Regions from separate parts of the Mus musculus genome. Here all the other regions are linked to region 4. A link is a contact called in public HiChIP or PLAC-seq data. All regions are on one chromosome and are shown on one strand. The core of a region is the stretch at or near the end of the contact, and the rest is flanking DNA. Distances in the headings are between cores, read along the strand shown.

Region 1 (3,378 bases), core at 609-3,108, 140 kb after region 4:
TTCTTATCTCCTCCGGAGCCTTCATTCTTGTGAGGGCCGCTGAGATGTTTTTACCTACTTCACTTTGGACACCTAAATGTGTGGGGTTTTCCTTGCACAAACCAAGTCTCCAAGTCTCTTGACACCAATGGTGTGTGGGTGGCTGTCCTACAGCTGAATTAGATCTAGAGTTAGCGTTAGATGTCACAGGCTTGAGGGACAGTCCCAGTCCTAGATGATAATTCCAAACAGAAGGTCACCAGGCTGCTTATACTCTGTCCCCACATAACCACAGAAGTTGGAGAGTTCCCACAACCCTACCTGTGTGGATAATTCACTAGGGCAGCTCCTAAGATTCCAGGAAATACCCAACATATGACTGCTGTCTGATTAGAAAGGATACAAATGATGCATAGACCAAGACCAAAAGGTACCCAGGAGAGGGGCCTCAGTAGAGAAGATTCTGTCCCCCCACAGAATTGCTATGAACGAATCTGGAAGAGCTCCAAACCCACTTACCTCTGCTCTCCATAAGGTCTTGCTATATACAACCCAGTCTGGCTTGGAACTCACAGTCTTCCTGCCTTAGCCCCTAACTGATGGGATTACAGGCACATACTGCCATGCTGGGCAGTCCCCAGGTACTCAGGGGTCCTCATGGGACATGTACTGTGTAGACATACTTGATGACATTGTTGGACTTTGGTGATTAATTCAGTCTCTAATCTCCCTTTTTTCTCCAGAGGCTGGAGGTGGTATCAAAAGTTCCAAGCTTTGCATGCCTGTCCCCCCCCCCCCCACAACCCCACCACTAGGAACAGCCTTTCATTAGAACAACAGAGGATCCTGTCCCCTTTATCGTTCAGGAAATTTTAAGAGTTTGGAGAGCTTTGTGCTAGAAATTGAGACAAAGACTAAATGTCTCTCTGTCTAATAGCAGGCTTGGCAAACTGGGGTTGCGGTGCTGTCTTCTACACATGTTCCTCAGCAAAGACGTTGTTCACCAAGGCTGTAAGCTACTGAAATATGTGCAAACAAGAACTACTCTAAGAGTTAGGTCCTGACCGAAAACACATTCATTAACTCACAGGTTCCATGGGGTAGAAATCCTGGAGCTGGTCAGGTGAGTGCATCTTAAGGCTTCTTACAGGCACAGTATGTGGACTGCAATCACCAGCGAGGAAGGGTTTGCTCCTAACTTTTATCATGTTGGAATGATTCAGTTCCTTTTGGGCTCATGGATGGAGAGTCCTGGTTCTTAGTTGCACATGAGCAGAGGGCTTAATCAAGACCTCTCCATAGGCTGCTCCCAAAATGGTAGAGGGTGTTAGGAGCGTGGGAGAGCTTAAAGGCTAAGAGAAGGAGCAAGGACAAGATGGAAGTCAATATCTTTAGAACTCGGATCTCAGACACGGTAGCCTACACCGTATACCACATTCCATTTGTTAGAAGTTACTTGATCTGTGTTCAAGGAAGAGAAATTTAAGGGCATAATGTAGGGAGGACCACCCAAGACCATCTTGGGGACAACTTCTCTTAAGGTTAGTTCTAGGGATAAAACATGGTCATTTTGATGACAACAATCAATTTGAATATGTCAACGCACTGTATTGGTTATTTTTTATATTACAAATCCTGTTATACCCAATATTCATGATACAAATTAGTATTTAAGTAGAATTACAAAAGACACCAGAAACCCATTGTTAGAACTCCCTTATAAAAGTGAAGTCAAAAGACCATCGATTTTCAGAAGACATCATAGCCCCGCTTTTCAAATAACTGCACCAGTACTTTCACTAAGTCATACTCTGGGAGCAGGGGTGTCTCTATTTATAGTTCCTGACGTCATCAACCACAGTGAAACTTCAGTTTCTGCTTGTCCTTCCTCTTTGTCCCCTCCCTGTCATCTTTCTCTGAGGCCATGGATACACCTAAGCACCTGGTGACACACAGCAGCCTGTAGCCTTTCAAACATGGTTTCACATTTATAGTTGTCTCTTGTGGAGATGGGTCTTCACATGACTAATAGCATTTGGCAGAAACCACGGTTCCAAGTCAGCTGATGGCATGGCATCCGATTCAGGTTCTACCTCTCCTAGTCGCCACCTTCCCTCCCTCTCCCTGTAACTTTAAGCCCTTTTCTGGGGCTGATGTCTGAAGTGATCTATTTTCTGAATACTCTTTTTTTTTTTTTTTTCCTTGAGGCAAGGTCTTATGAAATCCACCTGGCCTCACATCCACAGAAATCTTTTTGTCCCAGCACCACGAATGCTGGGATTACACACATCTGCCACTGTGACCCCATTTTGGCTGGATGTGAGACAAGCTATTAGAAAAGCCGAGTTGGGTGGGTCAAGCATAGACACTGGGGCCGAGCAGATCTAGCCCTAGCACTGCTTATAAAAGTTAATAGGTTTTGGTTGATGTTCAAAGTCTAGATGGCAAAAGGCATATTTTAACAGCTAATAATAATAATAATAATAATAATAATAATAATAATAATAAAATCATCTGGCTCTGTTATCCTCTTTTAAATATCTCTGGGACTTTATTCCACAACGGATAGCATTGTGTGGAGAAAAAAACCACATCTCTTTCCAGCCTTGATTTTCCACACCTGACAAATGTGTGCAGCAAGAGTACCTGCCTTGTTGGTGGGATGCTGTGATCTAGTGTAGAGAGTGTGCTCATAGCCTCACCTTCGGAATGTCGAGTGATGCTAAATGCTATGTGTCCCTTGTTTCCTCATGTCCTGAGCAGGGACTAACATACATTAGGTACTCAGGAAAAGCGTCCCTGTAAACAGTGGTACCTGGATGAATAACTGAGATAGTATCACACCGGCAGTGTGCGTTTCCTAAGTTATACAAAGATACAAATCTTTATAAAGGGAAAGCAGTCCCATTAAGAATTCTGCCTTTCCTGTATCCCAATTTCCTGTCTGTGCCTTCTTGGGAATTCCCAGTTATTCCTGGCACTTGACTAAGACTTCAGTTCCCACAGAATAACTCATCAGGAGCTAAACTTTGCACCTGAAGACCTTGTCTTGAAAAGCACACTTTCCAGGTGGGGCAGGGAGTGTGGAAAGGTAGCAGAGGGGGAGGTCACCAACAGAGAGGCCTCCCCATGGGGAAAACAGACAAGCAAACCTGGTGTCAGCCTTTTACATAGACGTTATTTCCTGTTGTATCTTGTATCTTTATAAAATTTGTGTGTCTCGGTATCTGTGATATCTACTGAGTTCAGACAATGGTGATAGGGACACAGTGAGAAGTGGTGACAGATATGGAATAGGTTGATGACACCAGGGTCCTTACCACAGGAACAGATCACGTGGTCTATCCCCAACTCCAGGAATCCTTGTGTAGATTCGGGAAGGCACTGGACTCCTTCCAG
Region 2 (3,310 bases), core at 39-2,538, 230 kb after region 4:
CAACCAAAGAACACTTGGGATGTGAATGTGAGGAATGGTGTACAATGGTCTTTTGCCTTAATTTTCTAGCGTTTGAGTCTTCTTTACCCTGGATGGCTCTGTGCATCCTTCTTAGCAGCAGGATCTCTGGCCTGAAGGCCAGCCAAGCCTCCAGGACCTCTCATCTGTTGAACACTGAGCAGGCAGCCATGTGCCCAGAGGTGCTCAGTATATGAAGAGTAAACTGCACGGTAAAAGCCATGCATTTACAGAGCATGGTCATGCCACAGAAGCTGGATATGGAAAGATGGCAGCTCTATATGCATATGTAAGGTCAAAGCCCACAAAAGGCCTAGCAAAGGGCAGGGTGATCGTAATGCAGCCGCTGCATTATTCATTCAGAAAGGCAACCGTTGCTCTCTGGCTTTGGGAGACGAGGGGGAGAGTAAACAGACATGGGTCCTTGAAGGGACACAGTTGAACAGCTTAGGGACTGACCTGACTGGGGCAACAGGGAATAAAAGAAAGCAGGCACAAAGGCACAGGCGCAGGAAAGCTGGGACCAGGTGGGTCATGTGCTCTGATAGAACTCAGCAGTTCATTTCATACACCCGTACTAAGGAGCTGGGTTGGCTGTCCACAGCTGAACAAGTGTGTAGTATGCAGCTGAAGGAGGAGGGCAGACTTAACTAGTCTTGGTGGGGGTCTCTATGGGGAGCAGTCTCGGGCTGTGAACACACGGGAGGAGGAAGCTGCCCTGGACATTTTCTGCCAGTATCCAATATCCATGCACCAGGGAAAGGCTTTCTAATTCCCGTGAGTCTGAGGCATTGGTGGCATTGACGTGACCACTTTCGTGGCCCTTTTCCTGTCACCAACAAACATTCACTCAGGACTTTATTCACTCCCCGCAGTACCAGGCATATACGAGCAGAAGCATCCTGTCACAGAGTGACGTCATCTTTCTGGAGTCATCTCCTCTTCCCTCGTCGTCCCACTCATTCCTCTCCTGTGCTGACCACATTCTGGGGAAGGCCTGGAAGAAATGGAAGCCATCCTTCACGAGTCCCCCACCAGGTGCTTGGCACGGTGCTCTGCATCTGATGTGAAGTTCGCACTAAGTCCGGGACTGTAATTCTCCTTTTGCTGACAGTGAAAGAGTCCTCAGGAAAGCAGGGTGCCTTTGCGCAAGGCCAACCAGCAAGAAACAGGACCTGGATGACAGAGCCAGCTGCCTCCCCATATGAGGGCACTGGGAGAAGCGGGGTAGGCAAGGAAGGAAGCGGAGTCATTCACTGCCTCAGGCAACAAGCAATAGATTTCCCTAGATCCCGTCTGCTAGGCACTTAGATGCTTGGAAGCTGAGGCTGCAGAAACTGGCTTCTTTCTGACTCAGAGGTGCCATCTTCAGGCCAGCGGAAGTGTTGCAAACAGGAACAAGCACCTGCCCCTCTGCTCTCCACTAGACAGGCACCACCAGATGCTGGCTGGGGAAGGGACCTTCCATCTTAAAATATTCCAGAGTGAGGCAGAGGGATGGACTAGCTCAGAGTTACAGAGTTAGAGATGGCAGAACAGGAGCTGCACCCCTATGACCCCGTCAGTGACCCCTCACTTTCCAGACTCTCTTTCATCATCTTTCATCATGCATCCTCACTTTCTTCCCACTCTCCTCTTCCTCTTTCTTCTTCCCCTTCTTCCTCCCCTCCATCCGACAGCTGTTATTGAGCACTTTGTAGGTTTTGGGCATAGTCTCCCGCCTGGGATAGGAAGTCTGGGTGCGGGAAAGTCTGCTCTCAGGGATCGTTGTTGAATTGATTAGTTGACATCGTAACTTTCCAACTATAGCTGAGATGCATAGAGCAAGTCTTACCACATTTCAGGCCCTCCATAGAGGCTTCGTCTCACTGACTTCTCACAGAATAGAAGATTCAGCCGTGGGGCAGTTTGGGAGCATGCTCAGTAGGACCCAGTAAGTTGTGGAGCCGTGACTCAAAACCCAGATCCTTTCTACCTCAGAACCAGAGATGTCAACTGCAGTGTTGTATGTCTTCTCTAAAGGATAACCCAGGAAGCAGGCATGTTCTCATAACATTTTGTTCTCTACAATATTTGCTTGTTCTGGGTCTGAGCGAGGTGAAGGCCATCTTCTCCAGTTCCTTGCTTCTGAATTCTGAGGATTTTTATTGAGGTATTGTTAGGTCCTGGTTACTGAGCAAGGTATCAGGCACAGGGAAGGGACTGACTCAGAGAGAATCATGACGTGTAGATGGCAGTGTTACAGAATCAATTAGCAATCATGTCTTTGTAGAAGCACTCCACATCACTGGGAAGGATCCAGTTACATTGTCTGGTAGAAGTGGCCCTCCTCTCCCAGTTGTGTAGTGAATTACCTGAGTGACCAGACATACAGTCCCTGACTCAAGTCTCCTAGAAACACAGGCCAAATTCAAAGAGCTGAGAGACAAAATGGTCACATGAGCCTTTACAGGGCAGCTGAGGGGCCTGGGAATCCTAAGATAAAGACGGGTTTCTGGTCCCCTCAACAGGGGCCATCATCAAGTTTTGAGGAAATGAGCCTCTGTGTTCTGATACCATTTTAGTTTCCATTTCTTCATTAGCTACAAGCTTGCATTTCTCTTAAGTTCACAGGAATCCTGCCTTTGTTCTTCCTTTTTATGGGGAAGGTCTAGCTTCTCCTATGTGTGTGGATGTGCTCATGAGCACGCACGATTGGCTCCTGAAAGTAGAACTCACCAGCTTATAGGTGTCATATCCGAAGCCAGAAGATGAAGTGTGACCATCAGAAGCCACTTAAGGAATTTCTCCACCAAAGCTACAGTGACATCCTTAGACAAGGAAGCCCCATCATGTGCACGTGTCTTAGGCAGAGGGCAGTGCAGCACAGAGATGCGCTTTAACACTTCTCCTCCCTGCCTTTGCTCTGGATAGCATATCTTCACTTCCCAAGAACAGTGTGTGTGTGTCTGTATATGAACATGTACACAGATTTTATGTGCTTAGTGCAAACACACATACCTCAGAGGAATGGATTTCCTAACAGTTCTGCCAGGGCTACAACGGGGGAGGGGACTCTCTAATGCCCTCGAAATTTCCAAGATTCTTTTCTCTTTCAAAAATAACAACTCTTTTAAGATTTCATTTTTCTCTGCCCTGAATAGAACGACAACGTAACAAAAATTGTAACATCGAAGGGAGACAACCTTGGACCCAAGTCTCTGTCCTCCCAGGAAAGGACCGATCAGCCAGTTTTGGGGCTTTATATAAATGATAAGAGGGCCACGGACACATGGTCCACACGGGTTTCGTC
Region 3 (3,821 bases), core at 443-2,942, 200 kb after region 4:
GAGTTGGAGGATTCCTTACGGTGGGGAAGTCACGGTGGGGGGAGAATTCCCATGGTGTTTACTCACATCTCTGGGTACCAGCGAACAGATATAGGACAGGAAGTGGAGCCAGACTATAAACAGAGGCATATTTCCTCCAGCTGGTCTCCACCTCCCCAAAGTTCCATACCTTCTTCTAACAGAGCTACCAATTAAGAACCAATTGTTTAAACACATGTTCGTGGGGGGTGGGGGGGTGGCGGGGCATTTTTCACCCAAACCCTAACTTATGTGGAAGCTAGTTAAACTCTCCAAAGTCACATGGCTAGAACATTTCACAGATAGGATTTGAACCTAAATCATCTGGTTTGCCACAGGGACCTAAATCTGGGACATAGGCAGAGGGTTTTGATCACCTCGATGTGGATGGAGGGTGACCTTGATTTTGCAGATGTGGTGAGCTGTGGAAGGACTTCATGTTCTCATAGTGGATAGTCTTGAGGTGGATTTCAATTGTACTGTGCAGAGGGAGAGAAGCTGTGGGGTTGGGGTGGGGACCAGTCCCTGGGTCCTGGTAGTAGAGGGATAGTTTCTTCCTTTATCAAATTTGTGACTAGAAGAAGACAATCAGTTGTTTGGTATTTTCCTCCCTTTCCTGGAAGTGCCAAGGCTGCATGAAGAGAAGCTTTCAGAAGCTCTGTGGGTGGCTAGGAACATCTGGCATGGAAGTTGCTAAGCAACTCCAGAGGCCTGCCTTCTGGTGAAGCCTGAGAACTGGCCTGGCCTCCTTGGCCAGTGAAGGACATGGCTTCCTTAAAACACTTGTATCCTGTGCCTTTCAGCATTCTCCTGGTCAGCCTTGGGTGACAGTGATGAGTGTGGACACATAGAATATTATCAAAGCAGACAGTATTTGCTGCAGGCTCTTTCTGGGGACCCTGGGACCAGCCATTGGACACTTGGACTTGGCATTTTGGATATTCCCAACCTGCTCTTTAATGAGTCTAATTTCGTGTGTGGGTGACAATGGGAACAGAAGTAAAGAGGGAAGCTGAGATGTACTGTAGGCTGAATTAACGAATTTCAAATTATATATTGAAGTAAGAATCCTTGTGGCTTCAGAATGTCCCTGTACTGGGGAACAGGCCCCTTAAAGAACTATGTAATGTTTACTGATATCATTGGGGTCGTAATGCTTACTGAGACTCTTGGGGAGGTATATTAATCCAAGAACTGGGCTCTTCATCAAAAGAGGGAACTTGAATCCAGACTTCCTATAGAAGAACACAGGAAGGAGCCAGCCATGAGGCAGCCCAGGAGAGTCAAAGCAAGCCTGCTTACACTCTGCTCTTGGACTTCAGCCTCCAGAATTACAAGAACATAGATCTTGGTTGCCTGAGTCATCCTGGTACAACATCTGCTTCTTCAGCTCTAGCAAGCTATTGGAAGGGGTCATCTCATTCACTGTGCCCCCCGGTCATGGCACTCCCATCTCCATGGGGTCAGTCTAGCCAAACAGGAAGGGATTTCTGGCTAGAGAGGGACTGGGTGTAGGTGACACTGGGCATGGGCCTACAGGGCTGTCATAGGCTAGATGGGTAAGCCTTGCCCTTAGGGAGCTTCTAATCCCATGGAGAGACAAGTACACTGTGAGCTAAGTACCTATGAGTCACTCAGTAATGAAACATTCACATGAGACAGCAAGAGAGGTGAGAGTCCATGGTCCAGGATGATGTCATAGAGGCTTGCTTCAAAGGCTCAGCCTTGGGGCCGACCTGTGCATAACAAGTGTGAGGTCCTGAGTTCAAATCCCACAAATCCTTATAAAAATCCAGGAATGGGTATGTGTGCCTGCAACCACAGGGACTAAAGCAGAGAACAATATAGAAAAGTACTTCATGTCCTTGTCTGGCTTCTGTGTATGCCTACACAAGCATGCACACTCACACACTGTGGTGTATATGCCCACCCCTGTAACATGTATCCCATACCTCTCTCTCTGTCTCTGAATCTGTCTCTGTCTCTGTCTCTCTCTCTCTCTCTCTGTCTCTCTCTCTCTCTCTCTCTCTGTCTCTCTGTCTCTCTGTCTCTCTGTCTCTCTCTCTCTCTCTCTCTCACACACACACACACACATACACACACACACACACACACACACACACACACACACACACACACGATGCAGAGAAACACAGGGTTTTCTCGGGCACTGCAATCAGACACTGGAGGAAAGAGTACCCAAGAGGAGGTGTGTACATGTGAAAATGCTCAGAGGCACTTACTATGATGTCGAAGACCAGGCCTGGAGCTGCATCAGACAGGCCACCACACACGTAGGCTGGGTTCGGGAACCTCAGAAAGAATACAATTTATCAGTCAGTGTGCTGGGCCAGTGATATCCTAGGCTAGTAGGGGGAACCATAGGCAGGTCACTCAGTTTTCTGGGATGTCAACACTCTCTGTTGCAAAAGTAGCAATGATCACAGCTCTTGCCTTGTAGGGGTGCTGTGAAGACTAGGTAGGTGTACTGGCTAGTTTTGTGTCAACTTGACACAGCTGGAGTTATCACAGAGAAAGGAGCTTCAGTTGAGGAAATGCCTCCATGAGATCCAACTGTAAGGCATTTTCTCAATTAGTGATCAAGGGGGAAAGGCCCCTTGTGGGTGGGACCATCTCAGGGCTGGTAGTCTTGGTTCTATAAGAAAGCAGGCTGAGCAAGCCAGGTGAGGCAAGCCAGTAAAGAACATCCCTCCATGGCCTCTGCATCAGCTCCTGCTTCCTGACCTGCTTGAGTTCCAGTCCTGGCTTCCTTGGTGATGAACAGCAGTATGGAAGTGTAAGCCGAATAAACCCTTTCCTCCCCAACTTGTTTCTTGGTCATGATGTTTGTGCAGGAATAGAAACCCTGACTACTAAGACAAATTGGTACCAGTGGAGTGGGGTATTCCTGTGACAACCTGACCATGTTTTGGGGAGGACTGTGGAAGGACTTTGGAACTTTGGGCTTGAAGATCCATCCATTGTTAAGACCTCTGTCGGATGTTGTGTAGGAGCTTGGAAGATAATGTTGAGAACACTGCAGAAGTTGGAGCTCTGGTGTGTGAAATTTCAGAGGGAAAATTAAAGACTCTTTTCAGGGCCATTCCTGTTTTGATTGTGAAGATTCTGTAGTTCTGGTTAGCTGGGGCTGAAGAATCAGCTGTGATTAACAAGATACCAGAACTACTAAAGCAAAAACTTTGCATTACTGGGACTATTGATGCTGGTTAGCTGGAGCTAAGAAATTAGCGGTGATTAAGAAGAGACCAGCATCATTGAGGTGACATCTTCTGGGAAGTATTTTCTGAAAGCACAGTGGCTGTGTTCCAGATATAGCCAAAGTTGTACCTTGTGCTGTGGCTGGACTTGGTAATGTGTAAGGGTCACCCAGGTGGTACTGGTTTTGAAGGCATGAAGGAGTTGAGCAGAGCAGCTGAGGCTTGGCACAGTGAGAGGCCATGGAAGGCCATTGGTGAAAGTGCAGCCTCAGTTGCAATTGATGGCCCAGGACTGAAGGGGTCATGCAGTGTTTTGGAGATGCCAGTACCATGAGATGACCACCAAGAGCAGCAGCAGCAGTGGAGTACAGGCATCTGGAGCCTAGAGGATGACTCGTGTGCTACAAAGGGCCTGGCTGGAGAAGTGACCCAAGCCCTTGGAGGAGCCCAGAAGATCGTGAGTTGGATCCCAGACATTGGACAGTTGGAGATTGACTTTTGCTTTTGATTGTGACTGTGCCCTGATATTTTCCCTCTTGAAGAAAGAAACTGTTTTAGTGGAGCCCACAGTTAAGAGACTTTTAA
Region 4 (3,391 bases), core at 492-2,991:
ACTTACCAACAAATAACTGAGCCTCTCAGCCGGGTTCTTTATCTCTAAAGTAAAAATGACATCAACTCAAAATTCCAGTGACCCTAGAGCCTACAGGGGATTCCTTCCAGATCTGTACTGTCCCATTTCTTGGCTGTGAAGAAGACCGGGAGATAGCTCAGCTCAGTGAGGGTTCAGCTCATCCCCAGAATTCACATCAAAGTGCCAAGTGTGATAGCTCACTTGTATCCCGGCACTGGGAGAGGGAGGGAGATGAAAGGCAGGCAGGCCCCTGAGGTCAGTGAGGCCAGCCAGACTAGTGGCTGTTTAGCAAGAATTAGGCCAGTGAAAGAGTCTGTCAGAAATAAATAACTAGTACAGTGGACCCTGAGGAGAACGACAGGGATGACCTCTGACTCCCACAGCATATACACATGTGCACAGCTGCACACAGGCGGGCAGAAGCACAGGCCTGACAGGAAGTTTGCTGGTGTACAGTGTGAACTCACAGCTGTGGGGCCCTTATGGCAAACAGTCATCATGTGTACCTCACTGTTTTGTGACACATCACCCTGGACTTGGAGGCGATGGGACACAGTTACTCTCTGAGTGTAACTATGTCAGGAATCTACCCAGCTCTAATGCCAGAGGTATCTGTCTATACAGCTGCTTCCTAGAGCTTATGGGCCAAACCTTGATATTCTTAGGACCCAAATCTGCATCTCTCCATACTCAGCATTGTGTGATCCTGAGCTGAGGCTGAGGCCCCGAATCCCCGATGCCCCTGGGACCCTCTGCACCCTGAGACCTCTCCTTAGCATAGACTCGCAATAAGGAATGCTCTGCCCTGTGGCTGACCCAGGCACAGGACCAGCCTCTCCTTCCAGGTCTGTGAGTCTGAGCCCTTCCTGGGGATGAGTTGATGATGTTGAAGGTGTTGCCACACCTGACTTGCTCACCAGGATGTCCTGGGGATTATGGCCTAACGCTTGGGTAGTGTTGTTTCTCGGAGCAGGAATGCCCTGATTCAAGCCCGTGGCATCATGGCCTTTTCTTACCCTTTTTAGTTTAAAAACTTGTTCGTTTCTGTGGGGTGGGGTGGGGTGGGAAACAAGGCTGTGCCCTGGTTCCTGTCCTGCCTCTCCTCCAGGAAGTCTCTCAAAGGTTCTCGCATGCTCTTCAGTGTTGTTCTCACCATGTCTCTGGTTGAGCCGCCTTGTGTGAGGAGACAGGACTGGTTAACTGTGGTCTAGAACAGCAAGTGCTGCGTGATGAGACCTGGAGCACAATCCTTTGCCCGTGGCATTCAGTGGCCTTGATTTTCACTGTGCCAGGATGCCTGCAGACAGACAAGAACTCCACGTTCATCTGTTTGCAGGAAAAGCCTTGTGCCGTCACCTGGACAGTGTCAGCACTAGGGGAGCCGACTGCTAGGCCTTTGCCGCTCTTTTGGAGATGTCTCACTATATAGCCTAGCCTAGCCTAGAACTTTCTGTGTAGCTCAGTCTTGCCTCAGCCTCGGGTGCTGGGATTGTAGGCATATACACTTGTCTTGGCTCTTCCATTTTCCAGTTTGTATCTTTGTTGTCGGGTCACCTCGCTCCCCTCGGATACTTGATTTATATCCCTGTTCCCAGAGCCTGTCTCTGCATGACACAGACATCACCAGGCTCCATCCCATCCCATCAACATGAGTGTGGGCGCCTCCTCTGCAGCTCAGTGGTGTGGTTAATTCCGTCAGCCATTCTCAGAATGCCCTCATTTACTGACTAAAGCCACTGATGTCATCAGGAAGTCCTCCCCCCTCACTCTCCACTTCCCTCTCCACTGCTTATTCACTGTCTGGCAGAAGGAGGTAGACGCTGTTCTCAGGAGTCCACTGCACCCAAGGTCTGGTCGTCAGGGACGGGGCTCGGGGCTCGCCTCTCAGGGAGGTTCACTCCAGAAGCCCCCTGTTGTGCACGTCCATGTCTGGGAAGCCTAGGGGATGACAGTCTCCGTTTCTAAAGTCTGGAATGTGTGGATGTCTCCATCACCATCTCATACTTAGGAATTCCAAAGTACATCGGTCGAGCTGGGGTGAGCAGGTGGGGGGCTACGCAGCCAGATTCCAGGCAAAAGGAAGGAAGGAAAGGAGGAAGGGAGGGAGGAGAGAAGAAAGAGCGCTCCTATGCCTGACTGTACAGGACACATTTAGCATTTCAAAATGAATTCCTGTTCTCAAGCTTACTGTCCCTGCAAATGGGCTGCACACTGTCCAGGGACAGCCCATGTCCTGCCAACACTCCTTGACCCCAGGATCAAGGCCAGGAAACACCTCCTCTTTCCTGCCTCATCCCTGCATTGTAACTCCCAGGTCAGGTTCCCTTCCCTTGGCCTTTTACCTTTTACTCTGCGTTTCCTGTGCCTCTAGAAGAGCTGTCTCAGTTCATGGGGCTGAGCCCTGTGTGGATCAGAGCCGTGTTTATACTTAAGGCTATGTGATTAGAACCTAGCCCAGAGCTGATCACACAGAAGCACCGGGAATGCATGAGTGGTGTGTGTGTGCACAGTTCTGTGGAAGGACAGGCAGACAGACCAGATAACTTAAAACTTCCCAGGAGGTGAGTGGCCAGCCTAGGAGATGGGAAAGTGGAAGGACACCATGGAGCACTGTGAGGCCCGTTACCCTGTGGAGTGGGGACCCTGCCCCAGAAAGGTTATCTTGACCACCAATCGCGTGTTTGAGGGAATTCAGGACCTGCGTGAGCTTGACTCCAAACACTGGGCACTTAGCCCTGCCCAAACCTTGTTCACTGTAAAAAGAAATCAGGTGATTCAGTCCAAACACTCCCTCAACTGAGATGGCTAACTGAGCAAGGCCTTGAGTTCCGCCCTTTTCTGGTGAGTCACATTCTTAATTCCCTCACCTCGGGCTTCTGGCCAGAGCCCAGTGTCCCTCTCACTCTCTCCATTGAGAGGTTTCATGGCATTCAGAGGGATGGAGTTCAGGCAGGACTCCTGCCCCCATGCCTGGCCTGTGTTCCCTTCCCATCGAAGTTGTCCACTGCTTGGCTCTGCCCTCTCCTTTGTTTACTTGCCTTCCATCCGAGGGTCTGCAGGTCCTATGGCCTGGTGTGTGTTGGAGCCTGTCTCTGCCACACACTCAACCAAACTGCCTCGCCCTTCCTGTACTGATGTGGGACCCCCACTATTTCCTCCACCTTGCCCTTTGCCCTCTAGCCTTTTGTCCTCTCTAAGTAGCTAGAGCAAGTTTTTTAAATGGAACTAAATTTTATCCCACACCGATCTAAAATCTTGGGGGAGGGTGTGTTTTCATATTTAAAATGATACCCCAGGCTGAGGAAGTAACTTAGTTGATAGCTTTAGCCTATCATGTATGAGGCCCAGGGTTTGACACACACACACCCGC
Region 5 (3,577 bases), core at 773-3,272, 210 kb before region 4:
GGAAAAGTGTTTTTGACTGTTTTTTTGCCTCTCCTCTTTCTTACCTTGGAGTCTCACTCCATACATTCCAGCTGTGTCACCACCTCCAGATGTTTTACTCACTGATGACCTAAGAGCTAGATGGTTCTCTACATGGTGGTTCTGGGGAGAGGTACTGGCTTGCTCTGTTCTGTGTGCTAAGCTCTCCTGTTCACAGTAGCATGTTTTATTTTGAAATAGCAAAACTTCCTGATTTTTTTTTTTTTTTTTTGGTTTTTCGAGACAGGGTTTCTCTATATAGTCTTGGCTGTCCTGGAACTCATTTTGTAGACCAGGCTGGCCTCGAACTCAGAAATCCGCCTGTCTCTGCCTCCCAAGTGCTGGGATTAAAGGCTTGCGCCACCACGCCCGGCTCTGATTTTTTTTTTTTTTAAACAGACTATGTATAGTACCTAAATACTGTTTGGATTTTTCTAGACCTTTGACAATGCTTTTGCTATTGATTCTTTTGTTTTCTTCTCAGCTTTTTTTGTTTTGTTTTATTTTGTTTTTGTTTTTTTTTCTTGACCTTTGGAGCTGGGGCTTCAGTTAGATTTCAGTGATCAAACTTCGGATAAAAAGGACTAAAACAGATAAAAAGAAGAAAAAAAAAAAGAAACAAACAAACAAGTAGGAGTCACTCAGTAAAAAGCCAGGCCAGCACCAAATCATGTCTCTGGCCATTGGCAAGAACTGATGCTGGCTTAATGCTATGCAGAGATGACAACAGAGGCAGAAGTAGAACTGACATGAGGAGCCTTTTGTGAAGCACTGTAGTCCTCTTTTAATGACATAAAGTTTTAATGTCTTGTGGTCAGAGGGAAGGAGCTTTTATGAGGACGACACGTAGCACAGCTGAAAGCAGCTTGATTCTTCTAGAGATCATTACCCACACTGTTCTTTCCCCGTTACAGACGAAGTCCTGTATTCATGCTGTGCGTTTCTGTATACCATTACTTATGTGTACACGTGCAGCCTGATAAAACTACAGTGTTTGCCACATGTGTAATTTAAAATTTTCTACTGCCCTTCTTTCATAAAATATGGAGGAAGGAGAGATTTGTAATGTTTTATTTAACCTAGTGTATCTGAAACTATTTTTCGGGACCAGAGAGATGGCTTTATGGGTAAGAGGATTGGCTGCTTTTCCAGAGGACCTAGGTTCAATTCCTATAACCCAGGCTATACCACACCTGCTTCTACACTAGACACTACTCATGTCCATAGTATATCCGTAGACATAATGCAGTCAAAACATCTATACACACAAATATAATTTAAAAAGTAAATAAAGATAAAATATTTTTATGTGTCATAAATATGAAAGCTCCTAAGGAGTTCTTTTGACACAGCGTGGGCACTGAAATCAGAATCCTACAGTACACTAGACTCCAGACTAGCCACACTGCTTATGCTTATTGGTCACATATAACACTTTATGAGATGACAAAAGACACATAAGGGTTATTTCACTTCTCTGTGACAGAGTAAGAAATAAGAGATGGCCAAATCAGCTAGATCTGCAGCTCTTTAGCAGTTCTGGTGAGTCTTCCAATCAAACCGGTGGAAGAATGAGACACTCAGTTTCTCCTGCACTCTCCTCTGCTGAAACTGTGGCTAGTATTTTAGGGTTTTCCCCAAATTGTTTAGCCAGCTTAAAATAAAAAGTGCATTGTTTCTGAGGATCCTGTTACATTTGCTTCTGTATAAAATGTTGTGTGTTCATTTGAATCCACATCTACAGTTCTTCATATTTTGTAGCTGATGTGGTAAATCAGTTTCATATGCTGTTGGGCAAGCTGGAAGGTTAAGCCTCTTAACTTCGGCAGCCAGCATATTCTAGTTGCTGTAAACAATTAAGCCTGTCAGCAGTTGACCTTGGGAATGCTAATTTGCTTGTCCCTGGGTGCCGCCTCAGGCCCTGGCTTTCTCTCTGTGGGTGGGAGTTGTGAACCTGGTTTGGAGAAGAACTAGAGGCATTTGAGGCCAGCTCCAAACAGATGTGCTTCTTGCTTCACTTTTGCATGTGACCACAGTTGCAAGAGGCATATTCTTGCATGTTTTTTTTAAGGCCTGTGGAATCAGAGAGCAAAGTTGAAAGGCAGCTTCTTTACCTTTGGATCTGTTCTTGCCCTTCAGTAGAGTCCTCATCTGTCATGGCGAAGGTTGATTTAAAACCAGCAGTCTTTTTCATTGGGGTTCACTGTGCGTCTTAAACTTACAAGAAGAGTTGAAAGCCACCTTTTATCACACACACACACACACACTCCTTGCTTTGTGATTTTTTACTGACAGGGTCTTACCATGTAACCCAGGCTCGCCTCAAAGTTACTACCCTCCTACCTCATCCTCCAGAAGGCTGAGATTACAGGAATCCATAAGCACACCTGGTTTCGTATTCATGGCAGTTATTTTGTGTCTGGTCAAGAATAAGGCGAATAATTGAGGAGAAGGGGGTGCTAGCTGGGAAGTTATACTCACTGAGAAGTTCTTCATGGGCTCTCTGTAAGTGTGCATACCTGAGAGAGGAAGGTTGAGAGTATTTATTCAATTCTAAATTAATTACTGCCATTGTAAACTGGTGACGGCAGCAGTGACCACTTTAACCTGAAGATGAAGATTTCACTTTTCTTCTGGACTGCGTGTTAGGTTTTTGGGAGTGAGAAGAGAATGGTATTCAAGAAAGAGACGTATTGAGTTCAGTTGTCTTTAGGACAGGGTATTTATTAACAGCACAGCCTGTCCTGTGGTCCCACCCTGATGCCATAGCTTTAGTCCTGCCAGACAAAGGAAGGTGCCTATACTTAAAGGTTTCAGAGAGATGGGGGAAATCCTATACTGTGTGGAAGGAGGCCTCGTTAATATGTGACTTGAGCTAGATGACTCGGACCACAGTCAGGGTGTTTTAGATTGTGACTAGCATTGGGGAAGAGGCAGATTTGGCTCTGTGTGAGGGCTGTGTAAGGGCAACAACTTACAGGGCTGGCTCATTAGCTCTTAGCTATAGCATCTGCACCTGGAGACTCTGGGTTCTGATATAGTGCTTAGGCAAAGTACAACATGATACTGTACAGTACAGTACAGTACTGTAGAGTATCATATAAAACTTATTTAAATTGTTTATTTGAACTTGTTTGGTTTTCATTATTAGGTAATTGTTAATTTTTTAAAAAATTGATTGATCACCAATTACTTCTTGGCCCATGCTTTGAAAAGGTTAATTAGCAGCTACGGCAAATAAGAATAAATGCAAAGATTGGGAAAGCTACGTGGTAGTAAGCAAGGTATTTCTAATTAGTAGATTATTGGTATGTGTGACAGAAAAAAGAATCAGACCTCTTCCTTTACGACAGAACCCCGGTCTATATGTCAGGATGCACACATCTCTTACAAAAGATGTATAGGTGATCTATGATTAACAATTATTTGTATGCATGAGTGAGTATGAACATGGGTAAGTGCATGTGCAGTGTTCCAGAAAGAACACTGGCCCCTCTGGAGCTCTGTGAGGTGATTGTCAGCTGTGTAATGTGCGTGCTGGGAACCAAACTTAGGACCT
Region 6 (3,799 bases), core at 16-2,515, 190 kb before region 4:
CTCTATAAGATTACAGTCAGGAACCCAATAGCAGTGTTGACTCTAGGCAGAGAGCTTTGAGGGCTGTAGACACCACAGTAGTGTATCATCTCAGTTTTCAGCCATATGCTTTATTAATCTTAAACATTGCTTTTAAATATGTGGGTAAACCACATGATTCAGCATTTACTAGCTTAAGTGAGATAAATTTATATTGAGAATATTAGAAAGTATGACTAATAGAGAAAAATAGCCTTCAGTTTTCCCAGGTCTTCCGTGTTTGAGGTATCGGGTTGGATGATTCACCAGTATCCTCTTTAAGTTTCTCAGGAACCATTGTAGGCTTTTTCAGAAGAGATTCCTTTTCGTCTTTCTTGCCAGAAATTCATGCAGGAGCTTTAGTGTTGGACCAGAATCAAAGCCAAACCCTGTTCCTTAAACCTCCTTCCTGGGTCTGCAAGTCTCACAGTATAGATAAGGCTAGGCGCAGACAGAAGCATTGTTAGTTGGGAAGTGCTGCTGTGAATATTGCTTCCAGCCTTGAACTCACAATTTTTTTTTCCAGTCTAGTAGGAAGAAATTGATGGTTGGGATATGGGGAATGTGTTTGAGTCAAATCAAAGACCTGACTCTCAAAACTCGAGGGAACCAAGAGAGTCTAAGGGTGTGTTTTAAGATGAGAAGAGCCTATGGTGCTTTAGTAACTGGCAGCATTCATTTCTGTGATTTTTGTGACACCTTTGCCATGGTAGTTTATGGAGTGCCAGCAGATGTCTCACAAAGGTAGCTGTCTGTAGAGTGAAGGGACGCCAAGTCCGAGGGGGAGCACAGTGACTAGTCTCTTTCCCCTGTGTCCTTTCCTCTTACGGGAAAGCAAGGCAACAAAAGCCCTTAGAAAAGGAACAACACACTCATTACTGCATGGCTTCTGTATCAGTGTGTTTGTCTATGTCTGTGGTAGTTCATACACTGTGCTTTGTGCCTGGTGCTGACTTCAAGTCATAACTCTACGTTTATTAACTCCATGACCTGCCCGATGATTTCACCTCTCCGGGAGTTAATTTCCTTATCTTTATTGTATGCTTAATAGTGCCCAAATTATGTTGGAGCAGAGGTAGTGTGTTCACAGGTCCTCGTACTTAGTACTCATTCAAGGTTGTTCATTTTTTCCATCCATGGCTTTCTTTGTTCATCATCAATGTTTTCCTTTGACTAGGACAACTCTGAATCAGTCAGTTTCAGGGGAGCCCTGAAAGCATTTGTTTAGCCTCCACCCCAGTGTGGTGAACAGCCATGGCCTTCTGCTAAGGTTCTTTGCCTCGTGTGGTAGTGGTGGCTGCTGTTCTTGCATTAAGGCATCTCCCCCGCCTGATGTGTAGTAAGTGCTCAGTAACCATTGGCAGGTAAAGGAGTTTCTGAACTTGGAAAGGGGTGTCTGCAACCCTTCTCACTGAGGTCTGAATTCTGTGGGTTCGGCTGGTTGCTTTGTAAGTTAATATATACCTGAAACTTTTTAGTTCTGAGGGCAAGATGATTTTAGGATTTGGACTAGTTATATTTGCAGATGAACTATCTACTCTGTAATGGATTTAGTTAAAAATATAGCTGGTTAGTGCTTATGCCAAGCCAGGCTCTTCTTTGAGCACTGTACCTACATGCTAACAACTTTATGAATTTGGTACTATTCTTTATCTTTTTCTTGTTTTAAAAGGTTTGCATTTTATTTTTATGGGTATGAGTATTTGCCTGCATAAATGAGTGTACACTACATGCATTCCTGGTGCTGATGGAGGCCTACGAGGGTATCAGATCTCCTTGATCAGGCGTTATAGGCTTTCCTGAGTTGTCATATGGGTGGTAGGAATCGAACCTTGGTCCCCTGCAAGAATCACAAGTGTTCTTAACCACTCAGCCACCTCTCCAGCCTTCAGTACTATTCTGATACCCATTATAGAGGTGTGGAAACAGTCTTTCCAAAGACTACACAGTCCACAAGAAAGAAATCAAGCAGACTGCCCCTTCAATTATGTGGTGTGCAGCTTCCCACGTCTGGGTTATTATGTGATGGGAGGGCTGTGGGGAGGCAGATGGCAGGAAGGTGGAAAGTCCTCCAGGATTTCTCCTGGACTTTGGGAAGAAACCAGCTGCTGACTGGTTATATCATACACCTGATACTGCACACTTACTTCTAGTGGGAGGCAGTTATAACATGGGCATTCAGTTTTAATTTTACCACACTAATATCTGTGTGGAGGAATAATTACAACTTTGAAGTTCAGTGTAGTGAGAAGTAACCAAGTTTCTATTAAACATTGCTCAAGCACTGAGTAAGTCATTAAATTCAACTCCTGATGAGTGTAGATTGCTTAATATCTGTCTGTCAGGAGACACACAGATAGACAGATAGATGTCACTAGATGTAGGTAATTGGATCTGAGTTTACAGAGAATTCAGGTTTTGGTTTGATTTTGACACAGAAGTTGAGAATATTGTTTATACTGTCATCTGTTTGTATTTCTCAAAAAAAAAGGTAAATGTCTTTTACAGAAAATATGGAAGAATCAAGTTCTCATATAAAGAGATCTGGAAATAACTTATTCCCAGTCTTTAGAAAATAAACTTTTCTGGCTGTGTGTGCCATTTAGTCTAAGGAATTTAAACTAAAGTCAGGCAACCCTTGCCACCATCCTTCTTCTTCGCCAAAATGGTCTGTGTATTTAATGACATTTCGTGTTTATCAGATTCTTCTAAGTGTGTGAGTCATGTTGACTCACAGTCAGCAATCCTTAGCAACACTAAATGTCTGCTTTGTCTTAGCTTGGTAAGTCACTAATAAAATACATGCTGCTGAATTTAATCAACTCCATGTAATTGGTTGTTTCTGTTCAGACATGCTTGTGTGTGGCTTTGTAGAATAGAAAAATTAACCTGATCCCACAGTTTTCTTGTTGTTTGTTTAGAACAAAACTTTAGAAAGCAGCTTGACCCTGGACAAAGCCGTGCAGCTGATTAGATATGCAGGTGGGAAGAATAAGTAGGTGACATTTGTCTTGAGGGTGTGTCTCTCTAGTGTGTGTGTGCACACATGTCCTACTTGTAAAAGTAAAGAGATTTTATGGGTTGATAAGAGCTGGAATACTAGGTCCTCTTCTGGACAGTAGAGAGATGTTAGAGAGGGGACCTTATATCTGAGATCATAGGGAGCTTTCAACAAGGGCACCTCAGAAATCCATGTGAGGTGTAGTGAAGTTCAAGGTCTTTGTATGTGGTTTGCTTGGAGAGACAAGGAGGGCAAAGCCTACATTTTGATGTTTTAGTGAAGGCTGGGCTAGTAAAGGCCTAGAGACTGTGAGTGACTTTCAGCTCTATTTCCCAACCCCCAGAGCTGGACCTCAGGGAAGTTTATTCCATGGGCTGCAGGCACAGCACCCCTGTGGTTAGGGAAGGCCCTGTTTAGAATAAGTAGGTCCAGAAGTGTACCTCTTACCCCCCCTCCCTCACTGACCTGGTTGCCGGTCTGGAATGGCAGTTGGGTTGCTCTGTTGATCATGACCAGGTGGACAAGGATATGCCATGATAAGAACTGCTTCCCCCACCTGCTTCTGCTTTTCAACCAGTGGCTTAGAAAATACTGAACAAACAGGCATGAGTCAACCCTGGATAGTACTGCATCTGAATGGGGAAAATAAATATCTCATGCTCCCATACTGCGCTACATAAAGACAGCATATTGCCATGCTTGTCACCTAGTTCTTAGCCACAAGTTGGAAGTTATTCCTCCTTAAGAGTCCATGTCCATAAAAGCAGCTTACTTGCCTCC

What was found. HiChIP or PLAC-seq counts read pairs in DNA pulled down with a chosen protein or histone mark.
Region 1: a BATF HiChIP or PLAC-seq map of CD8 T cells shows a contact between it and region 4, with 13 read pairs. The contact joins two enhancer-like sites. A contact is called at or near these places in 4 of 484 Hi-C or Micro-C datasets (Th1 cells, bone marrow-derived macrophages, embryonic stem cells and 1 more) and 3 of 115 datasets of contacts at active chromatin or transcription factors (CD8 T cells, embryonic stem cells and microglia).
Region 2: a contact with region 4 is called in an H3K27ac HiChIP or PLAC-seq map of microglia, with 6 times the contacts expected there. The contact joins two enhancer-like sites. A contact is called at or near these places in 7 of 484 Hi-C or Micro-C datasets (the C2C12 cell line, bone marrow-derived macrophages, embryonic stem cells and 4 more), 13 of 115 datasets of contacts at active chromatin or transcription factors (effector CD8 T cells, embryonic stem cells, epiblast stem cells and 3 more) and 1 of 9 other capture datasets (embryonic stem cells).
Region 3: a contact with region 4 is called in a CTCF HiChIP or PLAC-seq map of CD8 T cells, with 6 read pairs. The contact joins two enhancer-like sites. A contact is called at or near these places in 1 of 15 datasets of contacts at CTCF or cohesin (CD8 T cells), 3 of 484 Hi-C or Micro-C datasets (Th1 cells, bone marrow-derived dendritic cells and muscle stem cells) and 5 of 115 datasets of contacts at active chromatin or transcription factors (CD8 T cells, effector CD8 T cells, extraembryonic endoderm stem cells and 2 more).
Region 5: a contact with region 4 is called in a CTCF HiChIP or PLAC-seq map of the NIH/3T3 cell line, with 11 read pairs. The contact joins two enhancer-like sites. A contact is called at or near these places in 1 of 39 promoter capture datasets (liver), 3 of 15 datasets of contacts at CTCF or cohesin (the NIH/3T3 cell line, embryonic stem cells and pro-B cells), 22 of 484 Hi-C or Micro-C datasets (the C2C12 cell line, CD4 single positive thymocytes, DN3 thymocytes and 15 more), 19 of 115 datasets of contacts at active chromatin or transcription factors (the NIH/3T3 cell line, Th17 cells, bone marrow-derived dendritic cells and 10 more) and 1 of 9 other capture datasets (embryonic stem cells).
Region 6: a contact with region 4 is called in a FOXA1 HiChIP or PLAC-seq map of pancreatic cancer cells. The contact joins two enhancer-like sites. A contact is called at or near these places in 8 of 484 Hi-C or Micro-C datasets (CD4 single positive thymocytes, Th1 cells, Th2 cells and 5 more), 11 of 115 datasets of contacts at active chromatin or transcription factors (Th17 cells, acute myeloid leukemia, embryonic fibroblasts and 4 more) and 2 of 9 other capture datasets (bone marrow-derived macrophages and embryonic stem cells).

What each region holds. Positions count from the first base shown.
Region 1 is chr15:59,737,518-59,740,895 of GRCm38.p6, forward strand. No RefSeq gene overlaps it. Among named protein-coding and RNA genes, the nearest start is that of Gm19510, 56 kb to the right of the region's middle. Within about 2 kb of position 1,859, at least 69 of the 459 cell types and tissues checked have an H3K27ac peak or open chromatin away from gene starts, as enhancers often do. A contact at or near this core is called in CD8 T cells, Th1 cells and bone marrow-derived macrophages, where this site is marked.
Region 2 is chr15:59,827,268-59,830,577 of GRCm38.p6, forward strand. It overlaps Gm36819 (a long non-coding RNA gene), which reads left to right. Exons shown (of 3, transcript XR_384128.2): 3 at 894-3,310. Among named protein-coding and RNA genes, the nearest start is that of Gm36819, 5.5 kb to the left of the region's middle. Within about 2 kb of position 1,289, at least 93 of the 459 cell types and tissues checked have an H3K27ac peak or open chromatin away from gene starts, as enhancers often do. A contact at or near this core is called in the C2C12 cell line, bone marrow-derived macrophages, microglia and 1 more, where this site is marked.
Region 3 is chr15:59,797,984-59,801,804 of GRCm38.p6, forward strand. No RefSeq gene overlaps it. Among named protein-coding and RNA genes, the nearest start is that of Gm19510, 4.9 kb to the left of the region's middle. Within about 2 kb of position 1,693, at least 49 of the 459 cell types and tissues checked have an H3K27ac peak or open chromatin away from gene starts, as enhancers often do. A contact at or near this core is called in CD8 T cells, Th1 cells and pancreatic cancer cells, where this site is marked.
Region 4 is chr15:59,597,305-59,600,695 of GRCm38.p6, forward strand. The region is part of intron 6 of Nsmce2 (NSE2/MMS21 homolog, SMC5-SMC6 complex SUMO ligase); the gene reads left to right. Among named protein-coding and RNA genes, the nearest start is that of Gm36677, 19 kb to the right of the region's middle. Within about 2 kb of position 1,742, at least 165 of the 459 cell types and tissues checked have an H3K27ac peak or open chromatin away from gene starts, as enhancers often do. A contact at or near this core is called in the C2C12 cell line, CD8 T cells, the NIH/3T3 cell line and 10 more, where this site is marked.
Region 5 is chr15:59,390,194-59,393,770 of GRCm38.p6, forward strand. All of the region lies in intron 2 of Nsmce2 (NSE2/MMS21 homolog, SMC5-SMC6 complex SUMO ligase), which reads left to right. Among named protein-coding and RNA genes, the nearest start is that of Nsmce2, 18 kb to the left of the region's middle. Within about 2 kb of position 2,023, at least 78 of the 459 cell types and tissues checked have an H3K27ac peak or open chromatin away from gene starts, as enhancers often do. A contact at or near this core is called in the NIH/3T3 cell line, bone marrow-derived macrophages, embryonic fibroblasts and 4 more, where this site is marked.
Region 6 is chr15:59,409,301-59,413,099 of GRCm38.p6, forward strand. The region is part of intron 2 of Nsmce2 (NSE2/MMS21 homolog, SMC5-SMC6 complex SUMO ligase); the gene reads left to right. Among named protein-coding and RNA genes, the nearest start is that of Nsmce2, 37 kb to the left of the region's middle. Within about 2 kb of position 1,266, at least 46 of the 459 cell types and tissues checked have an H3K27ac peak or open chromatin away from gene starts, as enhancers often do. A contact at or near this core is called in Th1 cells, Th17 cells, Th2 cells and 2 more, where this site is marked.